Regions from separate parts of the Zea mays genome. Here region 1 is linked to region 2. Evidence: chromatin contacts called from public Hi-C data. All regions are on one chromosome and are shown on one strand. Each heading gives the region's core, a stretch centred on a gene start, on an enhancer-like site or on the middle of the called end of the contact. The rest is flanking DNA. Distances are from core to core; before and after follow the strand shown. Region 1 holds the start of LOC103641716 (DNAJ heat shock N-terminal domain-containing protein). Region 2 has its middle 51 kb from the start of LOC100383187.

Region 1 (5,947 bases), core at 2,544-5,043, 110 kb after region 2:
CACCATTCATTGCATCCAAGTTTTCCACTTCTCAACTACTACAAGAGCTCTAGCATTCAATTCTAGACACACTAAAGAGATCAAATCCTCTCCAATTCCACACAAAGCCCTAGTGACTAGTGAGAGTGATTTGCCGTGTTCATTTGAGCTCTTGCGCTTGGATTGCTTCTTTTCTTTCTCACTTGTTCTTGAGATCACAACTCCATTGTAATCAAGGCAAGAGGCACCAATTGTGTGGTGGCCCTTGCGGGGAAGTTTTGTTCCCGGCTTTGATTTGAGAAGAGAAGCTCACTCGGTCCGAGGGACCGTTTGAGAGAGGGAAGGGTTGAAAGAGACCCGGCTTTTGTGGCCTCCTCAACGGGGAGTAGGTTTGCAAGAACCGAACCTCGGTAAAACAAATCTCCGTGTCTCACTTGCTTATTCGCTTGGGATTTGTTTTGCGCCCTCTCTCTCGGACTCATTTATATTTCTAACGCTAACCCGGCTTGTAGTTGTGTTTATATTTGTAAATTTCAGTTTCGCCCTATTCACCCCCCCCTCTAGGCGACTATCAAGACTCCAACGGTCGGCTGACGTGGCAGGCACCAAACAGTGAACAGTGCCCTGTCCGGTGCGCTCGTCGATAGAAAGCTGTTGCTTTCTGTCCAACGGCTAGAAGTGGGGTTGGGGCCTATAAATACCCCCCAACCACCCCCATTCAGCACAACTAAGCATTCTATACATCCACATTCAATACAAGAGCAAGGAATTCATTCCAAGACACATTCAAAGCTTCCAATCCTCTCCAAGTGTCACAATTAAGACAAGTGATCAATAGTGATTAGTGACTTGAGAGAGTGTGATTCGTGTTTCATTTGTTGCTCTTGTTGCTTGGCTTTTTAATCGTGCTTTCTTCATCTCCTTCTAAACTCTCTAAGTGACTTGTACAGCTAGCAAGAGACACCTGAGTGTGTGATGATCCTTGTTGGGTCTTAGTGATCCTTGAGATTAAGAAGAAGCACTCAACCGGTCTAAGTGATCGATTGAGAGAGGGAAAGGGTTGAAAAAGACCCGGCCTCCGTGGCCTCCTCAACGGGGAGTAGGTTCATTGGAACCGAACCTCGGGAAACAAATCGTTGTGTTCATTTATGTTGATCATCACTGTTCGATTTGATTCTTCCCCTCCCCTCTCTCTAAGTTCTCTTACTCACAATCTTTTGAGTTAGCTCCCAAACTCATCCGCATTGATTGAGCAACTCATAGCAAGAAGAACTCTCTACCGCATCCCACACTCATTATAATTTGTTTCTAATCCTCACCTCGGGTGAAGTTTATGTTGAAAGTTTATAATTTACAGGTTTCACCTATTCACCCCCTCTATGCGACTTTCAGGTGGGGTTGAGGCGATGCATATTCTTGAAGGCATAGAAACGTCCTGGAGATGAAGGGGAAGGCCAAACTGAGTGACTAATTGATCGATTGCGAGGAACACATAGATGCAGAAGGAAAAGAAACAAACTAAAAACAAAAATGAAATGTTGATGCTACTCACAAAAGTAGGCTACTTGTGGGTTGCTTGCCTCGACCTTGTTGGTCACATGCAGGATAGGCGTGATGTCGACAAGCGATGATGAGTCGTGATGCCTTCCCTTGTGGTCACAGTGCAATCAGAACTAGGAAGAAGACAATATCGTCGTCACCCATGATGAACCAGGGGACGCAGGGGAGGCTGAGGCAGAACATCTTGGAGATGATGCATGAGATGCGGATGGTGGGCGGTGGTCGTAGCGATGCACGTAGGAGTAAGCACGTGGAGGCGGCTCTGGTCCGGTGGCAGCCGTCGAAGGGAAGTACTAAAGGAGCCTTATCCATTCGTTGTTCGCGCGAAGGACACGATGGAGGCTAGCTTCTCTCCATCTGATGTCGATCGTGCGTCGAGGGAAAAACGACGATGCAGACATGTTGTTGTGTGATTAAAAAGAAGAAGAATAAATGTCATCCGTTGGAAAGGAATCTGATGGATGGCATTAAAAAAGGCGACGTAGCCTATTTGGATGAGCTTGTAGCTGCACAACTTCTACTATACGCTGAAGGATGCGAAGGTTCTGGAAGTCAGCTCCTTCATCACGTGCAAATGTCAGTAGTCCAAAGCTCTCAGCTTCGTTTATACAACTATGACAACTACTCACCGTCCCTAGACGAAGGTGTCCTTTGGTATCTGTCCTGCTACACTTGAAACACGCTAAAAAATAACTGGTTAGTTAATGTTTTGAGGACCTTTGGCTAAAGAGACCCAACACATTTTACCCCTTACATGCATTGGTGCATAGGTAATCCCTATCCTCCTTGCATTTTATTTTCATTTTCTAGAATCAATAATCACGACCATCATTGATAGTAACATATATGCAACAGCAACACAAACTATAACCTTGATCCTCTTATCCATCTACATGTAATCATCAAATACAAAAACATATGGCATGTCATAGAAAATCTCATCATTATGTTTGGGGAATAATCTCAAGCAAACAACAATCCAACTGATCTTAGGGATTCTGTACCTTGCAACTTGAGCAAAGAAAATCGATTTGAAAGGAAAGGCTGGTGGTGGCTTGACTCCCTTTGAGGATGGCTCTGTTCATTGAATGAGAGTGTGAGATGAAGGATGAGGTAGCACTACATTCTATACCTTCGAATTTAATACAAAAATGTGAGATGAAGGATAACAACGTCACTAGTGAGCACCAACATGACCAATGTGTCACGAACACGGTAGTCCACGATGGACATTCTAGGGAACATAACGGACACCAGCGTCGCTGACCCCTATGGACATTTCACCTGGTGGCTGCTGCCGTTGATGGAGCCCTACAGCCCGACAACGACTTTACTCATGACGTCTCCATGGGAGATGCACGATAGGTTGGAAGGTGTCGTGGGGAAAGAAAAAGGGAAAATGAGAGCAAAGGGGAAAGTAACTCGTGGACTCATCGGCAGCCACGAAGGAAGACGAATGACACTAGGATGAAGGAGGCAGACGGGAAGAATACGAGGACACCACATACGAATGAGGATGAAAATGAACTTGTGAGAGAGTTATCCATCCAATTATAATGGACGACTAAGGACAATATCTAATGAGAATATCCTTCTTGGGAACAACCTAATTTAAGTAATCGCTCTGTCTTGTCGTATCCCGACCCACAACCAAATACATCCTTAGCCATCTCTAACATATCTTCTATTCAATACCCTATTTCATCCACTATTTCGAACTTCACTCCACAAACAATACTAAACAATGTCATCTATAGTGCTAGGAATTAGGCTCGGTCGGCCCGAACCCATCATGCTTCAGGCCAAACAGGTTCGTGCCAAGAAGGATAAAAAAACTTTTGGGTGTGTCGTACCAGCCCAAAGAGTAGAAACAGTGGCCTAGTCTAACCTTAAAGTACGCCGTGTCTTCGTTGGGTCGTACCGGCTCAAGCCCGACCCATATATTTGAACCACATAAAATCCAAATATTACAACCACATAAAATCCATAGTTTATTAAATTAAAGATATATTGAACAAAGCTAACATCATTTGACCACAAAAAATCTAAATGTTACACCAATATAAAGTCTATAGCTTACTAAATTCAAAAAATTAAACAATATGAGCTTTATTGGGTGTGCCGGAATTTGAGGTCTGATCTAGACCCGCTTTTGAGCCATGCTACCCTGGTCTATATTATTTTATGCCTCGTGTTTTAGGCTCCTATATTTTAAACCGTGCTCGTATTGGCCCAAAGATTTCTATCTATATTCCAGTCCTATTTATCACATTACCGTGTCCCTATTTTACATGATCCATTAGTCCTCATAGTCTGGGCAGAGGAGGAATATAGAGGAGAATATAGAGGAGATAAAGGAAAGTCACTGAGATCCATCCGTGGAGGGCGGCGGTCGCCTCCTCTTCCCCTGCGGCCGAGCTCGCCAGTCGCCTGAACTCGTCTCGCCCGCTGCCGATCTCCTCTCTCTGCTCGTCGCGCCGCAACCTGGAGAGGGGACCGCGCTCGGTCGACTACCACCTGGGGAGCGGGCGGGCGGCGTCCGCCCTCTGCACCCCCCCGGTGTCCCCGCGACCGGCTCCGGCGCGGCCGGCACACAGGTCCGCAGGTAGGTCTCCGTCCGCACAGCGCCCCGATCTTCTCTCTCCTTTCCACGCCAACAGCTCGTCCCTCTCCGTCTGCTTGATTCTGCTCCAGCCTCAGACCGGCCCTCGCTCAAAAATGACATTACGCACCCAATCCGCTTGTAGCTGTATGCTGGAACCTACTCTGCCTTGTCTTCTTGCATCACACTAAGAATGCGCGCAACCCCCACCCACCCACGACTGGGCCGGCCTTTGCTGCTGTCCTACTTCGCCACCCATGACATTGGCCGGCGACGAGCACCACCAGGACAGCAGGTGTTCCCTCCCTTGGTCTTTCCTTCCTGCTGTGCGAAGTCGTGCGCCCAAACTGTAACGTAATTCGTAGGTCACAACGTGCGTCCAAACCCTAAAATACTATTTGTAATCGGATCCGAGGAGACGTTTGAATGCACTAGAACTAATAGTAGAACTAATATTTAGCTACTAAAATTAGCTGGGACATCTAAACAGTCTAGCTAATATTTCAGCTATTAGCTACTTTTAGCAAATTAGGTAATAGTTAGCTAGCTATTTGTTAGCTAGCTAATTCAACTAGTATCTTTAGGCTTTGTTCGGCACGCTAGTATTTAATACATACTAGGATCCAATACACGGTGGGATTGAGTGAATACATCTCTTGTCACTTAAACCATGTGTATTTTAATTACAGCTGGGATTTAATACATGGCTAATTTTCTATTGTTTGGTTACACCACATGGATACATTAATTTGTTGCATGCATATAAAACGACCAGTGCCCCTCATATTAGGTCCGTGAAGCGGATGAAATTTGAAGCATCAAAATCAGAAGTTGGTCGCTCATTTGTCTCTTATTACATTACAATAGAGTGTGTGCATTTAGATTAAAAACAAACCAAAGGGAGAGGAGTAATTTTTCATTTGAACAACATAACATATTGGATATCCAACAAGCAATTCAGACGACTCCACCTGCAAGAGAATGTAAGCGTTAAACACTATAATTTCTCCACACATATTAATAATTTCATATCAAACATAAACATGCGAGACCAGATTAGTATTTTTGAGTTAAATCACATATTTGCTTATAGCCCAAAATTGGTAGGGAAATGACAAACATGCCTAATAATCTAAAAATGAAGCAGTTCATAAAAGGAATGTGCTTTTCTTGCAATTGAAATAGGAAAATAGGAAATAAACCATAAGGGAAAATAGGAAATGCTCAAATAAACTATAAGCAGTTCATTATTATTATGGTGTTCAAATAGATTTTTAAGAGAAAATAGGAAATGTTCAAGCATCCAGTTAGTGACTGCATAGCAGAAGGAAATGCTCAAGCATGCTTGCAGGCTAGTAATCAACCTAGGAAGAGATGCAAGCCTCGAAAAGTTAGTGGGAAGAGAAGAGGGAAAGGAAGAGAGCGTACCAGCTAAGCCATCTCGTTTCTCAGCTAAATCAGTGCAGACTCGGCATCATCATCGCATGCACTCAAGAAAATTTGCCTATTGTTAAGGTCCTTGAAGACATTGTAGGCTTTCGCTTTTTCCTCCTTTGTAACTTCCATTGTACCAATAATGGATATGCACTTCTTGATTGAGAAGTCTGCAACTTGACTCGCTTCCTTTTCCTCTCTCTCTTTTGCTAGTTGTGTGGCTTCTTCCTCAGCTTGCTTCATTCTCATGTCAATGTATCTTCCCATTATTCCTTCTAGGTTATCGCCCTTTTTATGCTTCTTTGTCCTTGTTTCTTCATTGTTCCCTCTTGCAGCAGTAGTCCTTCTCTGCGGCACCAGATCATGCCTTTC
Region 2 (5,951 bases), core at 674-3,173:
CATAACTGAATTTTTATTCAGTTCTGAGTACTAAATTGCAGCAGGATGCCTAGTTTAGAGATCATTTGTGATTAATTCAGGTGGTTTTAGACTAAGGTTTCCATAGTGAATTTAGATACCATAGTAAATAGAACAAGTCTCCTTGAATAAGTATAGCTTGGTGCTACATAAAAAATGGAGTAACAACTGCTTAAAGTGGTACTGTGTTAGATGGCTGAAACTGAATTGTATTCAGTTACTAAAACTGAATTTCAGTGAATGTTGCTGGGTTTGGAGCTCTATTGTGACCAATACTTGTGGTTTTCGACTAAGACCAATATAGAAAAGTTAAAGACCATCTGAAGGAGAGCATGTTTCATGCAGAGAGTTGGCTTGCTACTGTGTAGGATTTAGAGAAAAAGGGGTGGCAAAACCCTATGTCAGACTCTGTGGTGCTGTTTCAGATTTCTAAAACTGAATTTTCAGTGACTTTGGCTGTAAATTGAGGTACCATAACTTTTGTTCTATATGATTTCAACCATGAGTTGCTATACAAAATAGGTAGAGTTATAAATAGAGAATAATTTTTGTTAAGGGAGAGTGGTCTGTTGCTATGAATAATTGGGAGATAAGGGGGCTGAACTGGGAGGAATGGAATGGAGCAGCAACACTAATAAGTTTGGTTCGGTGTCTGGTTTAGTCACTAAAGAATTGTTAGTTGACTGAATTTGTCTCAGTTTGGACAGGCGGCTGTTTGCTTGCTTGTTTCCTGTGTGCTCGGTGTGGGTAGCAAAAAGAGGCAAAAGTTTGAGTGCAGGTTCTGGTGGCCAAAGCTGAATCAAGATACGAAGAAATGGAAAGATATCAGCCCCACGATTGTGCTGACATTGCTTGGTTGATTTGGTTAGAGAGTTGCCTGGGACTTTCTGGCGCCTGGTAAAGTGGAGTCGAGCTGAGAAGCTTCAGGTCCTGGAGAGGTTCAAAGTATCTGTGGTGGAGTCCGTAGTTGCCTGGTCACTAGTTGCGTTGCCTGCCCAAGCTCGATGCCTTGCTGTGCCTATAAACCTGTGTGGTGCCTGAGAGGGAAGCCACATGCTCAAACCCAAGCAGCTGCTGCCTGCTGGCACCTTTGGGGTCGTTCCTTACCGTGGAAAAATCGAGCTTGGCCAGCGCCTGGTTCTTTATCTTGTTATTACTTGCGGGCAGTGTAGTGAAGCTCTCCACTACCCCACTCGCTAGTCCTATTCACCGTGTGCCTCTAGGGTTCACATCTTCATGTTGGAGTTAGTCCCAGCCACACCGTCTGTTCTGCTTAGTCCCCTCACATCGTTGTCCCTGTGTCGTGTGGCCGCACCGCCGGAGGTCCACCTCACCTCGGTTAGGGCTCTTCGGAGGTCATCTCAGCTGAACTGTGCACATTCCTTGTTCCTCACAGGTCAGTGAAGCTCCTAAAGTTGGTATTCCTAACTCTACTATTGTGTGTTGCATAAAACGAGGTCGCGCCGTCACAGCTTGGCGCCGTGGACAGCTTCCCCGCCGACCCATCAACCCATGTTGTCTCTGGTTGTTTTCACGTGAGCACCATGATATTGTTAGGTCGCTGAGGCTCTCTGTGTCCATAGTTAGAGCTCTACCGTGTGGAGACCGCGGGATCGGGCTCGTCGGACCCAAGGTTCGGCCGCCACCGCGGCCAGAGGCGATATTGGTCTCTTCGATCCGATTAACCAAGGGGAAGTGATGGGGTCGGTTTGGGTGACGGGTAGGTATGCTCATTCTCGTCGGAGACGATCGCCTCCGGTGGCTCTGCATGGTATTTGATCGGCATTCGTCGGAGTAGGGTCGTGGCCGGGAAGTTATAAATGAGCAGAAGGCAAAGGACTTATGTGCATTCGTCAGCGAGACAGACAAACAGTGACGAGGGATCGGGATTGATTAGTCATGGCGACAGGGTTCTCTGCGCAAAATGGGCATGAGGGCGTAGGTCGCGCGGACGACGCGTGTGATCCTACTAGTCTTGGGTCGGATCAGACTAGAGATGACAATGGGTACCCGCGACCTAATACCCGATGGATATTTACTTCATTAGGGTATATATGTGGGCTAAATATTCTACCTGTTGGTCTATTCTTGAACAAAAATCTTCATCCAATGGGTAAATGGGTATTAGAACATTCACCTTCATCCATACCCATTAACCCATGGGTATAAAATACTCAATATAAACTTAGCCCAAGCATGAACTTAGACTTTAGTCGTCCATCTTTTTTACTATTTAACAACCTTTTAGGCCATAATGTCATAGAAGGCTTAACGACAATTTAATGACCATGTAATGGAACATGTAATGTGCTATGTAGTACTGTCCTAGTGTTACTACTTTATCTAATTATCTTTGGTGTGTTGAATGGATGGTTAAATGATGCTAGAAATTTTGTAATGTTATTTAGATGGATATACTTGACATTTGTATAATATAATATTTTGATAGCTGTTTAATTTTTGTGGGTACGGGTGACCCATACCCACATGGGTATGGGTATGGGGGTAAATCCATACCCACCAGTATATAAGGGTGACCCGATAGAGTTATTTTTTTGTCGTAGGTATGGTTATGGGGTAGTAATACCCGGTAAGTATTTAACCGTTGCCATCTCTAGATCAGACTGAATGCCGTCCAATACTGTTTAGGTTTTGTCCTTTTCATTTCGCTGACAACTTGTAAAATATGCTAAAAGTTATAGGAAAAATGCAAAAATGTGGAAACTAGTTTTCCTGGGTACATAAAATCACAAATTTTCGATAAAAAACCAATGTTAGGATATTTGCAACAGATAATAAATTTTAGGTAATTAAAAAGTGCTCTACGAAGGCTTAAATGAATTTTAGAAATAAAAATATAGTTCCAAAAATTATGAAAATGTTTGGGTAACTTTATTTTGGTCAGCTAAGCATATGGTAAAAATTTGGGGCTGTTTGGAAGCCAGTTTCTCAGGAAGCTTTGTAGGGTCCAAAATAGAAAGGTTAAATCCTTAATAAAAGTGGATTTAGTGCTTTGAAAAGGAGATAAGTTTATCTAGGAAAGAGATGCAGTTTTTAAGAAGTTTTAAGCTTTTAGATGAGATCTAATATGGATTAGTTCTCTGGTTTACCTAAGTGAATCCGATTTGGCCACTATTAGTAAGTGTTGGTGGTGTAGAACCATGTGTATACTTGTCATGTGTTTTAGTTTGTATTATTTATGTTTCCCACCTCTCCTTGTGAGAGTTTGCATTTCATATCATTACATAAGCATACATGTAATTGACTTGTAGAACACCTAGATGAAGTGGTGTTTGAAGGAGGAGTCTACTCCAGTGTCTGCTGATCAAGTGGAGGAGCCATCTAACGGGTTATTGGGTAGAAAGGTCTTAAGCCTCTTTATTGCAACAAAGGCAAGCCCCGGTGCATTTACCCCTTCCTTCTACTTTAAAAAGACTTTTATACACTTAAGTCTAGTGAAATGTGCATTAAGTTTATAGGAATTTGTCGGAGAGGAAATTCTCCGGCCGGGTGGCGGAGTGCACCCGCCCTAAGTCCTAAGATGCGAAGGGGGCTTAAGCGTTTTGCCTGTTGGAGATTGAAGGGATGAACACAAGAACACACAAGGGTTTAGAGTGGTTCGGGCCGCTGGAGCGTAATACCGTACTCCACTGTGTGTTGTATTGCTTTGAGAGCTTGAGTTGAGTGTAAGCATGAATGTCCTGTGTCTGTCCGTGTTCACGTCGCATGCCTCCCCTTTTATAGTTCAAGGGGGGCATGTACAAGGGTTCTGAGCCCTGACACGTGGGCTCAGGGACAAATAGATGGGTGGAACTTTTGCTTGCCATGCCCGTGTAATCTTCGTGCGCCCTGACACCCGAGATCTGCGTCGTCTCGGCGCGCAAGGGGAAAGCTTCTCGTATAAGGGATGAGTACAGTGCACCGCGTAGTACGAGCACACTGTTTCGACAACGGACTGGACAGGCATGCCTCCTGCAGGGTGGCCCTGGTGCCGCCTGCCAGCGGAATGGACAGGACGCAATAAATGTCGTGGAGGCACATCATCTGTCAGAAGGGTGGACAGGCGGCGCGTCCGCTCCGCAATAAATGTGGAGGCCGCGCAGCCTAGATCCCTTATGTCATGCTCCGCCCGTCGACCTACGTCACGGATAATAAGCCATATGGCTGCATTAGATCCTCGGCCGGGGGGGGGGGGGCAGAGGCGCTTCGAATAGAGCCAAGACACGCCTCAACCCCGGACCCATGCCTAGGTTATGACACTTCCTTTCCTAGGACCTTGTTATGGGTGGTCCGGAGCTCACTTGGTGGGGTCCAAACCCCATCCAATGGTTTCGGGCTACTTTACCTCGGGGGTCCGGGTTGTGCGCATAGGGATCCCGAGCCTACTAGGCCCGAGGGCATGGTCTCTGAGAGCGCCACCTTAACTGCCCACGAGATACCCCTAGGGCTGTTCTCCGTGCGGCTAAAGGTAGCCGCACAGGCATCGTGCCTTCATACCGCAGTAAGGGGTACCCCTAATCCAGGGTACCGAAAGTGGCCCTCGGGCCCGCCTTAGGGGAGAATGCGAGCCTGCAAGCGGGGCCAGAGTTTGGCTGACGATCGGCCCGTTGCTCCTGCGTGCCCATTGATGCAGTTACTGCCAGCCCGCTTATGGTCACGCCGACTGCCACGCCTGTCCCCACGGCTAACTGGCCCGTGACCTCCGTACTTAATGCCTTTGTTGGGCCATGCGCGGGGTGCCTCGAGTCGCTGCATTGGTTCTTTGGAAATTTATCTTCTTGGTCTCGAGGAGGCGTGGAATTGGCGTGAGCGGTAGTGCAACTTTCCTGTACCCAGGAACCGACGCGCCGGGTGTATGGCATGTGGGCCTGAGCCCCCATGCCAGAGGTTGAACCATCGGTTGCAGCGAATCTCAGGGGGCCCGCAACCGCAGGGCGGTTGCATGCTCCTTGTGCGGCAGTTCGCCTCCTTGACCGCTGGTTGCGGTGGAGACGAAAGGGCATATAACCGTAGGGCGGCTACACGCTCCTTGCACGGCGGTTCGCCTTCTTGACCGCTGGTACCTGGCCCCCTGCCCGGGATGCAGGCTTGATGTGTCGAGGCTGGATACCAGCGTATCTGAAAGGGTTGTCAACAACTCCCAGGAGGCAGCCTCGGCTGGGATCCGGACCTGTACACAGCTTTAACTATGGAGTGTTAGTAGTACACCCATAGGGTCCCTTGTCTGATATTAGCCATCCTTTGATTCATGCTCGGGACTCACAGGGTTCAGTCCGGGTGGCTAAGTTGTGTGTCTGGACCCCCTTGGGTCGCGGCTCTAGATACTAGGATTCTCGTCGCAGGGTGGTGGAGTGTGCAGGCTTACGGTACTGGACCAGGCTAAGCTGCTACACGGCTCTGGACCACCCCAGGAGACAAGTGCCCATTCTCTTGAGCCAGACCTCAGGTTGTCGGACCCGCGGAACTTATAACTCCAAATATTAAGGCACCCGTCATAGGATGGTGGGCTGTGCAGGCTTACGGTACGGGACCAGGCTAAGCAGCTACACTGCACCGGACCACTCCATGGAACGGGCTCCCGTTCTTTAGAACCGGCCCCCAGGCTGTCGGACCCCCCAACTTTCGTAAAGGAGGTCCTAAACTACAAGCCTGGCTGCTCAATTCGGATGTCGTCATGTCAGAGCAGATGGGAACCGTGCGAGCGGGTTAGATAAAAAGGTATTATCTGAAAAACTGCAAGGTAAAACCATGGAGTAGCAAGATGGAACTATCATAGGGGCACATCTGAGGGGGTAATTCTTTTCTTTATAACTTATCATGCATGGGTGCAGACCAGTAGGCCGGGTTTATGGGGACGGGCCTCACTGGGTTGGCGTACACGTATGCGTTACTTAGTTACAAAAGGGAAATAAATTCGATCCCTCAGACTTGCT

The links. Hi-C and Micro-C count contacts between places; a contact is called where the count stands out from the background.
Region 1: a contact with region 2 is called in a Hi-C map of ear, with 2.4 times the contacts expected there. The contact joins the promoter of LOC103641716 here to the enhancer-like site in region 2. A contact is called at or near these places in 7 of 25 Hi-C or Micro-C datasets (bundle sheath, ear, leaf and 1 more).

Annotation. Positions count from the first base shown.
Region 1 is chr10:124,746,848-124,752,794 of Zm-B73-REFERENCE-NAM-5.0, forward strand. It overlaps LOC103641716 (DNAJ heat shock N-terminal domain-containing protein), which reads left to right and starts at 3,794. Exons shown (of 2, transcript XM_008665031.3): 1 at 3,794-4,144. It also overlaps the pseudogene LOC109942976.
Region 2 is chr10:124,641,493-124,647,443 of Zm-B73-REFERENCE-NAM-5.0, forward strand. No RefSeq gene overlaps it. Among protein-coding and RNA genes, the nearest start is that of LOC100383187, 51 kb to the left of the region's middle. Within about 2 kb of position 1,924, at least 15 of the 20 cell types and tissues checked have an H3K27ac peak or open chromatin away from gene starts, as enhancers often do. A contact at or near this core is called in bundle sheath, ear, leaf and 1 more, where this site is marked.